Linked DNA regions of Callithrix jacchus: region 2 is linked to region 1. The links are chromatin contacts, called in public Hi-C maps. All regions are on one chromosome and are shown on one strand. Each heading gives the region's core, a stretch centred on a gene start, on an enhancer-like site or on the middle of the called end of the contact. The rest is flanking DNA. Distances are from core to core; before and after follow the strand shown. Region 1 has its middle 31 kb from the start of DNASE1L3. Region 2 holds the start of RPP14 (ribonuclease P/MRP subunit p14).

Region 1 (5,468 bases), core at 999-3,498:
CATTTTTAAGCCCTCTGGCCTGGTCTGGCCTCCTGGCCCCTGAGTTGCTTTTCGGGCCTCCCAGACTCTTGTCTCCCTTGGGTGGGGATGCCTGGACATCCACTCCCCTGGACAGTTGGTTCTGGCTGCCCCTGGTCTCTGGCCATCCAAGCTGTACCTCCTTGCTATTACGGGAGCTGGTGGCAGGCACCAGGCCTGCTGCCGAGGCTGACCTGGGTGGGGCCTGCTGGAGCTGCTTCCTGGGCACAGTCCCCTCTCTTAGGTACTTGTGGCCACAGTTGATCTTCCAGGCTACTCGGGTGGCAGCCTCCTTTTGGATGCACTCCTTTTAGCAGGCCTGATTCTGGGAGGTCCACAGCTCCCTTGTGGCAGGGGCAGGGAGCTGTGGGGGAGCGAAGAACCGGAAGCGTTCTTCCTACAGCTCTGCGGCCTGTGTTTGGGCTCCCAGCGCCTCATCTCCAAGGATACATGCAGCTGATGAGAGCTGGGTTGCCAAGGCCCTGACAGAGAGGAGAGGCTGAGCTGTTCTAGGGGACTTGTCGGGCCCCATAGGCAGAACAGACCAGGCTGGGGAAGGGTGCAGAGCCTGAGCCTGGCCACAACCTACCCAGGGTACCTGCCTGTCCTTCCCCCAAGGGACGGGCCCAGGCCTTTACCTTCATACCCACAGGGCCCTGGGGTGGTGCATGGGATGCTGCAGCCTCTATTCCATTCAGCAAACCCCGATGTACACCTACTATGTGCCAGGCATCCAAAGAAGGTCCAAAAAGAGGCCCCGTCTTCCCTGGGCTCGGGGAGCGCTGGACGCGCAGCTGAGGGGCTTGCCAGGGCACCTCTAGAGTCCAGCTCCTCCCACATGCAGCCCTGTCCCTTGCTAGTGGAGGGGCCTCGTCTGTGCAGCAGGGTGGGATTGGGAACCACCCTTAGTATTGGGAGAATGACATTAGACCAGCATAACAAACACTTGGGACAGTGTCAGGCTTGGAGGAAGTGCGCCCATGAGGTGCCAGGTACTAAGCTGTGCTGTGTGTGCCTTAAACCACCCTCCCCATTAGGAGGCTCTCACACCTCCCTTCCACGTGGGGCAAGGAGGCTTGGAGAAACCACGTGACTACCCCAGGGCACCATGGCTGGTATGCTTCTGCTGGCGTGTACCTATTCCATGCCAGGCCCCAGGCTGGGGACTTTACCGTTACGTCACTTAATCCTCACAGTGATTTGCAAACAGCCTGTCTTGCGTCACTTTCCCAAATGAGTAAACTGAGGAATCTCCGGGATTAACTCCAAACCCATGTCCTTGTGTTACAGACACAACATTCTCCCAGGAAGTGGGATGGGCACTTAAGAGAGGCACAGTGAGGGCGGGACAGGGGAAGATCCACCCGATGCCTCAGTGGCACCACAAAGTCAGCCTCCTGGATCTTCACACCTTCTACCTCCCTGACCAGGGAGAAGGAGGCTACCCACAGTGTGCTGGGGCCACTTGACTTCCATTCTGCTGGGTGTACTCTCATAAACATCATTAGCTTCTGACCCTGTGCCAGGCACTGAGCCAGGCTCAAAATGTAGATGAGGAAAGACAGAGCCCAGGTACTTCCTGCTTTCAGGGGTTCACCCTTTAGAAGGGGAGGCACAAGCTTAGCCAGGTTGCAGTAGTGGATCAGGGAAGGTTTCCTGGAAGAGGTGCCCTTTGACTGAGACCTGAACTATGAACAGGAGTTAGCCAAGCAAAGCGCAGGGGAAGAGCATTGCAGCCTGGGACACCCCAGTTAGAAAGGCAGAAAGGCCCCGGCTGTATATAGACTGCCTTCTGAGCCTCAGTCTTTCCACGTGTGAAATGGGCTGTGAGGGAGTTTGGGAAATCTGGGGAAGAAACTCCGGTTAAGTGGAACAGCAGGGCCTGAGCTGCCTCCCCAGGGAACGCACAGCAGTGACTGATGCACCTTCGCATGCAGGTTCCCTGCGCAGGAGCTAAGCAGCAGTTAGTCATTCTCTCCTTGCGGAGGACCTACTGTGTGTCCCGGGCTGCAAGTGGACAAACGACCAAATGCCCTGGCCTCACGAAGCTGCTCCCCCAATTCCCTGTGACTCGATGCCGCGTCTGCTCCTCCAGGATATCTCTGTGGCCGAGCCTGGCACACAGTAGGTGCCCGGGAAATGTGCTCAGGGAAATGACGCCTAGGCGCACCCCATATTGGATCTGTGGCGGGGGACGAGTGGGGACGAGGGGTGAAGGGGAGAAAGTCAGGAGTTGTGGGTTTGGGGGTAGCGGGACCCTGGGGTTAACCGGTGGCGGGCCGGGGTCTGCTGCTAGAACTCCAGACAGCCTCTCTGCCCCACCCCGAAACTGCTAAGTCCTGGGTGGGTCCGCGCCTTCCCCAACGCAGGGACTCCCCTTGGGGACGCAGTTCGCGTGTCCAAGGCGACCCCTGGCGGTCGCTGCGGCGACGACAACGCGGGCGGCTGTCTTTCCCGCCCCCAAGGCCCACGGGAGGGAACCGGGCTGGGACGGTGCAGAGAGGCTTCCAAAGGGCCCAGCCAGGCCGACGGCCAGGGAGGAGCGCCACCTTTGGCTTCTGTTCCCTGTTTCTGGAGCCATGCACAACTTCACTGTTCCTAGACAGGTTTACCGGGTTTTAACACAGCCTTGACCATTAATGACTACCTGTGTGCCCTTGGGCCAGTCACCGAACCTATTTTTTTTTTTTAAGTCTTGCTCTGTCGCCCTGGCTGGAGTGCAGCGGGGCCATCTCAGCTCACTGCAACCTCTGCTTCCTGGGTTCAAGCAACCCTCGCGTCTCAGCTCCTGGAGTAGCTGGGATTACAGGCACCTGCCACCACACTCGGCTAATTTTTCCTCCCTCCCTCCCTCCCTCCCTTCCTTCCTTCCTTTCTTCTCTGTTTCTTTCCTTTCTCTCTCTCTTTTTTTTTTGAGACGAAGTCTCACTCTGTCGCCCAGGCTGGAGGGCAGTGGCGCTATCTCGGCTCACTGCAACCTCTGCCTCCTGGGTTAAAGCAATTTCCTGTCTCAGACTCTTAAGTAGCTGGGACTACAGGCGCCCATCACCACACCCAGCTAATTTTTTTATTTTTAGTAGAGGTGGGGTTTCATTATGTTGGCCAAGCTGATCTTGAACTTCTGACCTCAAGTGATCCACCTGCCTCAGCCTCCCAAAGTTCTGGGATTACAGGTGTGAGCCACCGCACCCAGCCAGTCACCAAACCCCTCTAAGCCTTGACAAACTTTCCTGTAAAAACTGTGATAATAAGACTCAGTGCCTAGCATTAGTGTTACTTGCGATGATAATTTTCTTACTCTTAGTTTATTAATTCATTTAAACCCCATCCATCTAAGAACCCCTGGGATGGAGTGGGGGCAGCCCTCACACCTGGCACTGGCCTAGGCCTGTGCTAAGGGAAAAGGGTGAAGCTCTGAAACCAGAGGACAAGAACAGGCTGGCATGTGGGCTGGAGCCCTCCTGGGTGCAAGTGACTCACCCTTTCCCCTCCCACCTTTCTGGCCACTCCCTGAGGCCACCAACATCCCACCTCAGACAGAGTTCTGTGGTTGGCCCACCCCACCCCACCCCACCCCTCCCCACCCACTCCTACTCATCCCACCCAGCCCTAATGCCTGGCCCCACTCCGTCTGCAACACTGCACTGCTTTCCTAGGACTCTCTTATACCAATAATTGTAATTTCACGAACACTTCTCACTTCTCATGTGCTGGACACTGTCAAATGCTTTTTTTTTTTTTTTTGAGATGGAGTCTCACTCTGTCACCCAGGCTGGAGAACAGTGGTGTGATCTTGGCTCACCACAACCTCTACCTCCTGGGTTCAAGCAATGCTCCTGCCTCAGCCTCCCATCTGGGATTACAGGTGCACACCATCACACCGAGCTACTTTTTATATTTTTAGTAGAAACGGGGTTTCACCATGTTGGCCAGGTTGCTGTTGAACTTTTGACCTCATGATCCACCCACCTCAGCCTCCCAAAGTGCTGGGATTGCAGGAGCGAGCCACCACATCTGGCCTGAAATGCTATTTATGTGTGTTTTGTCAGTGAGTTCTCAGAACACTCTATGGGGGTGGGTCCTGTTACCCCATTTCATTTGAAAGAAAACTGAGGCACAGTTTTCTGTGAAGGATAAGTGACCTGCCTGCCAGAAGTCATGGCAGGGCTAGGATTTGAATCCCCAGCCCAAACTCAGAATCACCACGCTTAGTGGTTTCTCCATAAGCCTCCCTTTCCTGAGCTGGGGTGCCCCTTCCAGTCTCCCTTGGGGAGCCAAATCTCTGCAACACTCAGGCAGTCCCTCTCTTAAGAGCTTTGGGCTGGGGAAGGTTTGCCCAGGCCAGTTGGGGGATGGATGTGCTGAGGGGGAGGGGGCAGGGAGAGGTGTCTTTCTGGAGTTCATCTGATTTTAGAATGGAAGTTTCCCATTACTTCCCCATTTTACAGATGAGAGAAGTGAGGCACAGAGAAGATGATCGCTTGAAGTGTCTCGGTTGGTAAGCAGCAGCGCTGGGCTTGGAATCAGGTTTGAACCTGCAGCACATGACCCGCTGCTCCCTGAATGCTGCTTCTACACACGGCTATTCTGCAGCTATGGAGCCAGCTGCTTGTAGCTGGGCCTGAAGCTGGCATTTCCAGGACTTGGAGCCTCTGCTGAGGTTTTGTTCTCCGAATACACCCCGCCAGGGTTCAGCACCAGCTTTGCCCTAAGCACATTCACTTCCTGGAAAGGGAAGGCAGCCCCCGACAGGGAGAGGTGTACTAGTACCTTGGCAAGGCAGTCAGGGTAGAGGGAGAAATGTGGGCGATAAAAGGCTTGCAGATTCTTTCATCTTTGTACTTTGTCCTGGGGAGATAAGAAAGTCCAAAATACGAAACACCCTTGTATACGTGGATCGGTGCCATGAGTCAGGCTCATAAATTCTCTATTTCCTGTCTGCTCTTGAGAACTCTTTAGGAAGAGAAAAAGGGTGTGAGGGGTGTGGAGTGGGTCTTCCTAAATTCCATGCCTATGAGCCAGGCTTAGGGGCTCTGACAAAAGCCTTATCACAAAGCAGAGAAGGATCTCTTTGTTTAGAAAAATTCCTCCCACCATCCGTTTAGGCAGCATCCTTAGGATGAAGCCAGAAAAAAAACAAAACTGCATCCAGGCTTGCTTGAGCCCTTACTGCCTCAATGTGACACTTTCACTTCCTCAAATTATGATTTGCTGTTGTGAAAAGGAAAAAATATATATCTACATAAGATACTCATTTCTAGGGGTTTTCATTCATGAAATATATGGATTATATGGCCCCTTTCCTCTCCAATTCCATGGCGATTTGGAAACACTCCATCCCTTTCCTCGATCGTATTTCCACAGGGCCAAGAACTGAGGTTAATCAACATTTTTAATATAATCTTGGTGAGTTGACAAGGATCAAGCACTCATTTTGCCATTAACCTTTA
Region 2 (5,468 bases), core at 2,199-4,698, 120 kb before region 1:
CCTAGTAACATAATTTTGGCTAACAATTTTCTTACTGAGCACCCAGCTCTGTGCTAATAAACATTTCACATGCCTTAGCTTCTGTCTTCAAAATGCTTCTGAGGTAAGAGGTATTATTATTCCTACTTTCGAGAAGAGAACACAGAGGTTTAATAAACATAGGTAACATCTGCTCAAGGGTACCCAGAGATTCCAACCACTCCTGAGCCTGCTCAAGACCTGTTATGATGCCTCTTAATCCAAAGGAAAAGAAAAGGCTTAAAGGAGTAAAATCTAAGACTTGAAGGTCCTCTTCTCGTTTACTCTCCAACACAGAACGCAAACAGAAGAAGGAGGGGTGGCCGTTCAGCCATCTCCCCCCATCCTGGGTCTGCCTGCTTTCAGTCCAAAAGCCGGGTCTGTGCAGGACCATCCATGAAAGACAGAGCATAAACAGCACAAGGCTTGAGAAGAGGAATTCCTGGAATGGGCACTCAACGCAGCTTCTAAAAGGTGTGAACTACCAAGAAGGTACAACATGCTGATCTCTCTGTAGACTGCTCCTCTCCTTGGCTCCACACCAACCTTGCTCTCCCCATGGACGGGTCCTACTCATCTTTCAACTTTCAGTTTAAATGTCACCTCTTCATGGAGGTCTTTTCTGACACCTTGCTCTAAATTAAGTCCCCATGCTATGCAATCTCTTAACATTGTCTGTTTAATATATGGATCACCCACTACAGGGACCAGGAAACTGAGGCCCAGTTAAGCAAAGGGACTGATCCAAGGTCATAGAGCTATGGACCAGCATTTCCAAAACCATTCTGGGTTAGACCAAGTGCTAACCACTCCCAGATGACGACCTCTGGAGAAAAGTCAGGATCAAGGAGCTACATCTACCAATCCATTCAACAAACATTAATACTTTGGGGCCTGCAGTGGTGCTCATGCCTATAATCCCGACAGTTTAGGGGGCCAGGAGTTTGAGACCAGCCTGGGAAACATGAGACCCTGTCTCTACAAAAATTTTTTTTTTTTTTTGAGACGGAGTTTCACTCTTCTACAAAAATTTTTTTAATTAGCCAGGCATGGTAGTGTGTGCCTGTAGTCCCAGCTACTCCAGGGGCTGAGGTGGGAGGACAGCTTGAGCCTGAAAGGTTAAGGCCACAGTGCACTATGATTGTACCACTGCACTCCAGCCTGGGTGACAGAGCATGACCCGGTCTCCAAAACAAACTAACAAACCAAAACCACTATCATACTATGATAAAAAGTAGGTATTCAAATGAGGGAAAACTGATAGTGGTAGGCCTATATATTCAAAAGAATCCTTGGTTTCAGGACAGGAGTAATAGTTATCTGATGCTTCTTTCCCAGTCACTAGTGTGTCCCCTGAGTAGGGCAGGGAGAACAGAAACCTCATCTGTCTTTTTCATTGCTTGGCACCTGTGTTTTTTAGTGTTACTAACTGCCTTGATGGAGCTGGCTGCCTAAAGTAGGGGAGTGAAATTAGGCCAGGGGGTTAGACGCCAGTCAAATGAAGACTTATGGAACATTCATGAGATGGATAGTGGTGATGGCTGCACAGCGTTGTGAATATACTTAACGCCACTTATGATAAATTTTGTTACATATTTTTTTGCAATTAAAATGACAGCAATGTCCTCTGGAGGCTGTTCTGAGATGAAAGGAGAGGATGCCTGGGAAACTCTTCTGTACAGACTGGTATTAAATATATTCACCAGGCTCTCCATAGATGTGGGCTCAAGAAGTCACTGTCATCATCATCTTTAAAGTAGTTTTGTTTGTTTTGAGATGGAGTCTCACCCTGTTGCCCAGGTTGCAGTGCAATGGCGCTCACAGCTCACTGCGACCTCCGACTCCCAGGTTCAAACGATTCTCCCGCCTCAGCCTCCCGAGTAGCTGGGATTACAGGTGTGTGCCACTATGCCCAGCTAATTTTTGTATTTTCAGTAGAGATGAGGTTTCGCCATGTTGGCCATGTTGGTCTCGAACTTCTGACTTCGTGATCCACCCGCCTTGGCCTCCCAAAGTGCTGGGATAAAGTCAGGCTTTTTGTTCGTTTGTTTTGAGGTGGAGTCTCACTCTGTCACCCAGGCTGGAGAGCAGTGATGCCATCTCGGGTCACTGCAACCTCTGCTCTTGAGGTGAAGCAATTCTCCTGCCTCAGCCTCCCGAGTAGCTAGGATTACAGGCGGACGTCACTATGTCCAGCTAACTTTTATAATGGGGTTTCACCATGTTGGCTCAGGCTGGTCTCGAACTCCTGGCTTCAAGTGATCCGCCGGCCTCGGCCTTGTGAAGTGCTGGGAATACAGGCGTGAGCCACCATGCCCGGCCTAAAGTCAGTCTTTTATAGAGGCTGCAGGGATGCTCCTAAACTGATTGCCCCTACTCTCCATCTCTACGGCAGCCAGTGAGTCTATTAACATCTACTCAAGCTACATCATTTCTCTGCTCAAAACCTTGCTATGGTTCCCGTTTTAGCCAGAGTAAGGCTGAAGTCCCTAGAGCAGCCTGCAAGGCGCTGCCTGATCCACAGGGCTGCTCTCTCCACAGCTCTGACCTCAGGCCCTGCCATTCTCCCTCCACTCAATCCCCACCACCACCCAGGTCTAGCCTAGCCCTTTCTAATGCGCCAGTCTCGCTCCCGCCCCTGGGCCTCGGCTCTAGCTTTTCCCCACGCAGGGAATGCTCTTCCTCCAGGGAGCCACCTGGCTCAAACCCTTGCCTCCTTCCTGGCTTAGCTCAAATCTCACTCGCTTTGGCCCATGCCCTTCTCAGCTAACACCGCATCCCACTCCATGCCCCGTCCCTTTCTTCTTCCTAGCCTTTTTCTACGACAATTATGTAACCCGTTTATCTTTATCTGTACTTCCCTCCCCCACCCCAACAGAAAGTCGACTTCCAGAATCCGTGTAGTTCACTGCTGTCGGCCCTAAAACACTAGCAACGTACAGTTTTTGAACTAAATCAATTAATCACTTTAAAAAGTTAAATTTCCCTACTCTTGACCACTTGGGCGGCTTTCAATTTTTTTCAGCAACCACCACTCAGCGCTCACCTCGCGCCGGACGCATGAAGTATGCACAGGACACGGTTTCGAGGTCCCGCCCGGGCCTAGCAGCCACCCTCTGCGATCGAGACCCAACGCGGCACCGTACGGAGGCCTTCGACACCCGGGGCCGAAGAGGACAAGCAGCCAACGCCGCGCCGCCCGACCCGCGCATGCGCTGCCGGCGGGGCCGACAGAGACGGCTTCCGGACAACAACCGCTCTCTGGAGGGCTTCTACCTACCCAGTCTCCGTCGGACTAACTAGCCTGACGCCTGCCCAGTCTCCTATTCCCCGTAAGCACCCGTCAAGGCTTGCGGCTCACCGGCAGCAGAAAGAGCTGGGCCTGGGAAACTCATGGTGTCTTTACGTTTGGCTCTCCTCGCCCCGCCCCGCCGTGCGTGACGTCCCGGCGGATATGACGACACCGTGCGGCGTCTTCCTACGGACCCAGGCGCGAATCCTGATCCGGAGCTGAGAGGGGCCGAGCTCGGCGCCCTCTGGTGTCCACTCCGGGAAAGCGGTGTATGCAATTTGCTTAGGGTGCTGTTTAGGGCGTGTTTATTCTGCCCTGAATGTGCTTCATAGTCATCCATTTCTTCATGCATTCATTCATTCATTGAACAATTGTTTTGTTGGCTTTTTGAGACAGTTTCACTCTGTCGCCCAAGCTGGAGTGCACTGGCGTGGAGTAGCTGGGACTACAGATATGGGCCACCATGCCCGGCTAAGTTTTGTATTTTTAGTAGAGACGGGGTTTCACCATGTTGGCTAGGCTGGTCTCACACTCCTGGCCTCAAGTGATCTGCCCGCCTCTCCCTCCCAAACTGCTGGGATTACAGACGTGAGCAACCGCGCCCAACTCATTCTACAAATTTATTTATTTATTTATTTTTGAGACGGAGTTTCGCTCTTGTTACCCAGGCTGGAGTGCAATGGCGCGATCTCGGCTCACCGCAACCTCCGCCTCCTGGGTTCAGGCAATTCTCCTGCCTCAGCCTCCCGAGTAGCTGGGATTACAGGCACACGCCACCATGCCCAGCTAATTTTTTGTATTTTTAGTAGAGACGGGGTTTCACCATGTTGACCAGGATGTTCTCGATCTTTTGACCTCGTGATCCACCCGCCTCGGCCTCCCAAAGTGCTGGGATTACAGGCTTGAGCCACTGTGCCCAACCTGCAAATTTATATCTAGCATCTCCTCTTCTCAATATCTCCTGTGTCAAGCACTCCCCAAAGACAGGACCCACTCTCATTGTCTCTTGTGACTCCCAGCACATAGTAGGTGTCCTATCTAGGTCGACCTGAAAAGACCTAAAAAGTTAAGACTTACTTTGTGCCAGGCACTGTGCAAACTATTTTACACATATTGTCTCATGTAACCCTCACACAATCCTGAGATGGCTATTACTATGATCATCACCATTTTAGAGGTGGAAACTGAGGCACAGGCTAGGCGCTGTGACCCATGTCTATAATTCCAGCCCTTTGGGAGGCTGAGGTGGGCAAATCACTTGAGGCCAGGAGATCAAGACCAGCCTGGCAAACATGGTAAAACCTGGTCTCTACTAAAAATACAAAAATTAGCTAGGTGTTGTGGCGCACACCTGTAGCTCCAGCTACTTGGGAGGCTGAAGCAGGAGAATCGCTTGAACCCAGGAGGCAGAGGTTGCAGTGAGCCGAGATCACACCACTGCACTCCAGCCTGGGCAGCAGAATGAGACTCTGCCTAAAACAAAAAGAAACCAAAGCACAGAGAGGCAAAGTTATTTGCTCAAGATCACAGTTATAAGCGGTGGCCTGGGCTGTCTGATTCTAGCCAGTGCTGTCCACACTGCACTGTATTATCACCAATTTAGGAGCTGCAGTGGGAAGGGAACCTTTAGTGTAAGCCCCATGAGGATGTGGCCTTGTCTGTGTTGCTCACCACTGCATCCCAGTTCCTGGCACCCAGTGGTGACCCAGCATCTGTTTATTGAACACATTCATTGGTAAATGGATATGCTGGTTCTGCCTGGGTTGGGGGCAAAGGGTTGCCTTGCACAGGACAGCTGAGTCAGCAGAGATCTCCTTCCTCAATTCTTTTCTCAAAATCCCACTGTGTTGTGTCCAGAAGCTTCAGTCCTTGGCCATGGCTATGCTCTCCAGTTCTGCGGTTCCTACTTCCCTTTTTTCTTCCCTCAGAGGAGACAGGGCTTGTTCCAGATGTGGGAAGAGGTGGAGAAAGCAAACACAGAACCCACAGACCCTGGCATTTGCTTTCTCAAAGCAGCTTGATTTCAGAAGCTGCCAGAACTTGCTTCAAATACATTCTGCCACTTACCCAGCTCCCTCATCTGTCACATGGAGAGACTATTAGCATCTTCCTCACAGAGTTGAGGAGAAAAGGGTCGATGGTATAAAGTGTCTGGCAT

What was found. A called contact is a pair of places that touch in the nucleus more often than the background predicts.
Region 2: a Hi-C map of induced pluripotent stem cells shows a contact between it and region 1, with 5 times the contacts expected there. The contact joins the promoter of RPP14 here to the enhancer-like site in region 1. A contact is called at or near these places in 2 of 3 Hi-C or Micro-C datasets (induced pluripotent stem cells and skeletal muscle).

Annotation. Positions count from the first base shown.
Region 1 is chr15:39,977,616-39,983,083 of calJac240_pri, reverse strand. No RefSeq gene overlaps it. Among named protein-coding and RNA genes, the nearest start is that of DNASE1L3, 31 kb to the left of the region's middle. Within about 2 kb of position 2,248, at least 3 of the 16 cell types and tissues checked have an H3K27ac peak or open chromatin away from gene starts, as enhancers often do.
Region 2 is chr15:40,099,401-40,104,868 of calJac240_pri, reverse strand. It overlaps RPP14 (ribonuclease P/MRP subunit p14), which reads right to left and starts at 3,448. Exons shown (of 6, transcript XM_017964996.4): 1 at 3,380-3,448.